Regions from separate parts of the Mus musculus genome. Here region 1 is linked to region 2. Evidence: chromatin contacts called from public promoter capture Hi-C data. All regions are on one chromosome and are shown on one strand. Each heading gives the region's core, a stretch centred on a gene start, on an enhancer-like site or on the middle of the called end of the contact. The rest is flanking DNA. Distances are from core to core; before and after follow the strand shown.

The links. Promoter capture Hi-C pulls out the DNA fragments that hold promoters and counts their contacts.
Region 1: a promoter capture Hi-C map of liver shows a contact between it and region 2. The contact joins the enhancer-like site here to the promoter of Dnah11 in region 2. A contact is called at or near these places in 5 of 39 promoter capture datasets (the C10 cell line, the HPC-7 cell line, HPC-7-derived erythroid cells and 1 more), 2 of 15 datasets of contacts at CTCF or cohesin (CD8 T cells and pro-B cells), 10 of 484 Hi-C or Micro-C datasets (group 2 innate lymphoid cells, liver, nephron progenitors and 2 more), 2 of 115 datasets of contacts at active chromatin or transcription factors (large pre-B cells and liver) and 1 of 9 other capture datasets (embryonic stem cells).

The regions. Positions count from the first base shown.
Region 1 is chr12:118,287,710-118,290,440 of GRCm38.p6, forward strand. All of the region lies in intron 3 of Sp4 (trans-acting transcription factor 4), which reads right to left. Among named protein-coding and RNA genes, the nearest start is that of Sp4, 12 kb to the right of the region's middle. Within about 2 kb of position 1,447, at least 6 of the 459 cell types and tissues checked have an H3K27ac peak or open chromatin away from gene starts, as enhancers often do. A contact at or near this core is called in liver, where this site is marked.
Region 2 is chr12:118,197,734-118,200,433 of GRCm38.p6, forward strand. Dnah11 (dynein, axonemal, heavy chain 11) reads right to left here and starts at 1,310. Exons shown (of 82, transcript NM_010060.3): 1 at 806-1,310. The coding sequence starts at 1,099.

The sequences.
Region 1 (2,731 bases), core at 197-2,696, 90 kb after region 2:
GGACAGACTATGTTTTCCATTTCTCCTAAAACCCGCACCATCTGGAAATTACCAAAACAGATAAGTCATATATGTGAGTATGTATACAATATGTGTGTGCACATATGTATATATGTACATATATATACATATATATATTCCCTTTATTAAGTACTATTCTCTATTATGATCATGTATTCTCATTCCTTCTGTTCTAAGGACCCCATTCTCCTAAGAAATCAAAGTTCTCTCCACCTGTGTACTTTCTCTTAGTTCAGTATCAAAATAACAGACACTAAAAACAATGGTTACTGGAGGTAGAAGGTATATTACACATACTTGTATGTATGTATATATAAGACAGAACTACAGCCTACATCAAATTCATAATTCTATCCTAAATATATTATTATTCCCTGATCTACGTATACATGTTACACATAAAAATTACTACTTGAAGCCAGGTGTGCTGGTGCATGCCTTTGATGCCAGCAACTCAAGAGGCAGAGGCAGGAGGATCCCTGATTTCAAGCCAGCTTAACTAATCCACATAAGTTCTCGGGTTATATATGTAGTAAAACCCAGTTGAAGCCAACACATGTGCATGCGTGTGTACACATACACACACACACACACACACACACACACACACACACACCACACTTAATTGAAATTCCAAACTATATGTCAATGTACAACTAAAAATGCTTTTCTTCATCCTCCTGACCTTGTACTTCTCTTCATTCCCACCCAAAAATAATGTAACTGGGACTAATTCTTCTTTCTTATGGGTTTCCAGAGTCTTCATTCATTGCTTTTAAAAGCAAGTACTACATGGTATTATAATTACACATATGTGTATATATAAAATTATATATAATTAACTTGTAATCTAAATGTAAAAAATAAAAAATATATTCTAATTGGTCTAAGATGGAAGTGACCATAAGAAGATATTCTGCTAACTAAAGTATCAAATGACTTTGATTATTAAGGCATTTTAATTTGAAAAGATTTTAAGTAAGTGTGAAAACTTAGTTCTTACAAGGTCTCCTACAACAGAGTAAATATCCTTGAGGGGGTGGGGCAGGGAGAGAAAGCAGTCCCCTCACCCTCAGCTTCAGTTTCTCAGTGCCCATTACAATGCAGACACACAAAAGGAGAAAGAAAGAACACCTTAGGTTTTGATCTAATTCTTGCCATTTCTTTCATATCAATAATATTTTTCAAATAACCATATACTTCCTCATCACAGCCACTTCATGACTAAGTTAATAGCAGGTCTATTCTTCTATAGAGTATACAAAAGAGATTACCTTGCTTGTGTGTTAGCTATAAACCTCCCTGTGAGGGCTTTATGCTTTTTCAATTTTCGGTCCCAGTAAGCTTTTCCAAGTTCAGGGCTTGACTCAAGATACCCTCTTCACCTCTCCACTCCCATAGACTCAAAGTCCACTTTGCAGTCCAATCATTAAGGCCTGTTTAAAGTCCTATCTCTAGCAGAGTGCTTTACCTACATACATCACTTCCCCAAAGTCACCAGTCCCTGAACTCTAATGCTACTTTCTACACTTCAAAACTCACTACTTAAAAGTACAAACTTTTTCAGGCAGTTGCAGATTCATACAAGCATATCATGTACTTAGCTATATGTCCCTAACACAAGCATCCTTTCAAGAACGGTGAATATTTCCAGGGTAAAGTTAAGAAAAGAGCAGGCATTTACTTCTTACTACAAGAAAGTAATGCTTCTGGTATGCTTGTAGACATACCTATCCCAGTATCCTTAGTTGTACTTTACCAAAGCTTTCTGATCTCTGTTTTACAAATTTCACTTAAGATGTAAGTGAAATTGCTTATAAAAATAAAAATACTGACAACCAAAGTAGTGTTTCACCACTTGACTATTTTACATTCTTCTAGTGAATGGTACTCCATAGAAATTTTACCACGATACTTCCTTGCACAAATAGTTTTAATTATAATATAAAAGTCCTCCCTAAACATGTTATCTGGTCTCATCTGTGTAACACTTTGAAGTAAAGAAGGGACATGTTTGCCTAGTAACAGCTAATGGGACCATGAATGGAGGGTAGCATTTGAGCAAAATCTAAGTTCCTAGTCTTGTTACCTATATCTGCAGTTACCAAAAGTAAACACACTTCTGGAGCCCATATCCCTCTATCAAGCTTATTACATCCCTGGGGGAAAAGAACCTTCACATATTTGAATTACCATTCTTTTTCCTTACTCAAAATGTCCTTTGGTCTGAATATTTAAAAATACTACCCTACTAGCTATTTTGAGCTCATAAAACAACAAACAAAACAAAGACCCCCACACATTCTGGGTCTGTATACTCCAAACTTAAAGCCGGGAGTGCCTTCAAGGTGTTAAGGCTCAATTAGTATCCTCCATTTCTACCTGTTCTAATTCACTTAAGAAAGAACAATCACACTGTTCACAGAGAAGTGGTAACATCTAACAACATAGTTAAAGACTTAAAAGAATCTTAACTACAAATTCAGTGTTGGACCCTAAAAATGCATATAAAGATATTAATGTTTTCCCATTCATCAAACTAAAGAGCGAGTAACAGGAAACTAATACTAGGAATTCGGAATGAAACAGAGAGCAGAGACATACCTGTGAACTAAACTAATACACTCACTGCATAATAGAGTTAACCATAGATTACTTCTATAATAATAAGTGTAATGTCACCCTAACCATCCTCCATTCCTGGTAATAT
Region 2 (2,700 bases), core at 60-2,559:
AGTTCCAAGGAATCCCAACACATCTCTTCTGACCTCCATGGGCACCAGATACCCACAAGGTGCACAGACATACATGCGGGCAAACATACATACACATAAAAAATGAATATATGTTCTAAAAAGAATTTACAATTTAATTGCTAAGATAATGCTCCTTGAAATCACTATCTAATCTATGCAACAAATATGTTTATTCTGTGTTTTAAATGACACCAGCCAGTCTAATGGTTGTTATTGTTGGTTTTGTTGTTTATATTTTGTTTGTTTGTGGTTTTGACAGGGTCTCATGGTGTAGTCCTGGAACTTGCTGTGTAGACCAGGCTGGCCAGGAACTCACAGAGATCCTCCTGCCTCCTCTGCCTCCCAAGTGCCAGGGGTAATATAGTAAGTGCCACAATAATCCAGCCAGTCCCCCGCCCCGCTTTTTGTTAGAACTCGATTATTTCTTTCCTGGACAAAATGTAGTTGGTAGATACTGAAACAACTCAAGCTATAAGGGTTTTGCCTAATACTTTGCTATCGTTTTTTAAAAGGATATGACTCTAGAGTTCCACCGGGGACTGAAACATAAGTTATTTGGCCCAAAAAGCTCCCCAGGCGCCATAAGCCCAGGCATCACAGACTGCGCTAGTTTTCTAACATCATTTTAGACAACCATCCCTTCTGGCAGGCATCCCTTGTAGAAAACTAAAGTACAGCGTTTTCTGCAGAGCTGGTGCACACGGGGACCCGGATCAGTCCAAGAGGCTGACTTCAAGTTCTGTTTAAGTCCGGCAGCGGGCATCCCTCTCGGGTCGCGCCTTACCTCGGGGGAAGCCGAGAGCCGCCCGGCGGTCGCAACACTAAACACCAGGCTGGCAGGACCAGTGCTCTCCAAAAAGTCTCCTAGGACCTGCCGGTGGTCATCGCTCTCCAGATACTGGCCCCACGTCTCCTCCGGGAACCTCAACGCCTGGCGCAGACGGCCTCCCAGGAAGCGCACCCGCGGGTCTAGGGCAAAGCGTTGCACTCTCCTTGCAGCCGCCGCCTCCTCGTCCTCCTCGTCCTCCTGCTCTGAGGGGCTGAGCCTCAGCACAGTCCCTTCCTCCTGTGCTGCCATCTCGTACCTAGAGAGGATTCTTGGAGTCGTGCGCCAAGGAGGCTATCACCGAGCCAGCGCCAGCCGCTCTGCCTGCAGAGCTAGGTGCACTGGAAGCGAGGTGGCTCGGACTGCAGCGCGTCCCGTTGCCAGGGAGATGGCTGCCCCGCCCCGTCCCGGGAGTGAGGGAGGAGCGAGAGTCTTGGGTCGCCCGGTAGCTCTCAGGCAGAGACCGGGAAATCAACTGGATTTCTCTGCTTTCCTCCCCTGGGCATCTTGGGGATCCCAGAAATGTTCCAGGACTAGTTAGCGGCTCTGGATTCAGCAGTACTGTCTTGAGCAGATAGTCCTGCTAAATTTGCCGCCATGGTAAATTTATCTAATCCCTAGAAAGCTGGGGCTAAATGCTCAATGTTTAACTGTGGATGAAGTATGGTCCAAAGTAGTTAGGTAGCAAGAAATGCTGCCACACACATCGTACACAGAGAATTGCTTATTCAATAAGTTTAGAGAAAGAATAAGTTACGTTACATTGTAAGTCAATAAACTACTTTCAATTTGGGGAAGGAACATTTTGAGCAAAAATACTAATATTAAAGTAAGATTTTTTCAAGGACTTAAATGTAACAAAATAGTAAAAGAATATGTAGCAAAGAATGTAGCTTCCTAGCTGCCATCAGAACAGTGACGTTGCACTGGACAGAGCCTGCCACATTCACCAAGGCCAGTGCAATTTTAACTTGTCATTGGGTTTTCTCCAGCAGAATAGTTTCTTTTTTCAGAAATAATTTACTCTATAAACCCAGTCTTTCATTGCAGTAGATATTAAGAAGTGCGTTTCCCTAGAAAATTTGTATCTCAGAGTAATAAATCCATCACTTAAGAAAGGCATGCTTTTTCTCAATATTTTTTCAAGTATGATTTAAAAGCACCAAGCAGGTACCATAATGAGTTCACTTGGCTTCTCACACACACAAAAAAAATCTTTATTAAACACCTACTGAGTGCCAATCACTGCTGATGCTGAACACACAGTATTGTAGGCACACTAAGCTTCTGTCCTCACATCACTTGTCTAAGTTAGCTCCACACTGACTGGACTGAGGCTATTCCACCTGGGTTTGCCTTCTATTTCTATCAGATGCTGTCAGAGCCATCTAGGATAGGCTAAAGGCATGCAGGTGACTTTTCTAGAGATGACCCACCATTTTTGCATGGTGGTGATGGGTAAACTGAATAGCAAGGCCTTCAGAAATTTCCTCTCAAGATTGCTTCTTGCAGCTGATATGCCTTTCCCAGTCACTATTACATAGTATAATAACTTCTGGACATTAGCCTACTGTATTGAGCAGATTTCCTGCAGATCGACATAAAGATAAACTTTCATGAATTAATGCTGCTTAGATGAGTTAATGATTTCATAGAATTCCTGATTTGATTCAAATAATTTTAGGAAGAAAGTTTTTTACATGGTTTTAGTTGTTTTGCCTAAAAGATGTAATAAAATTAGAATCAGGAATAGAATTTACCCCCTCCTCATAAAGTAAAGGCTACATAATAAAGAATACAATGAGCTTTCATAATTACACTAAAAAGAATTATAGACCTGGGACAAATTTGTG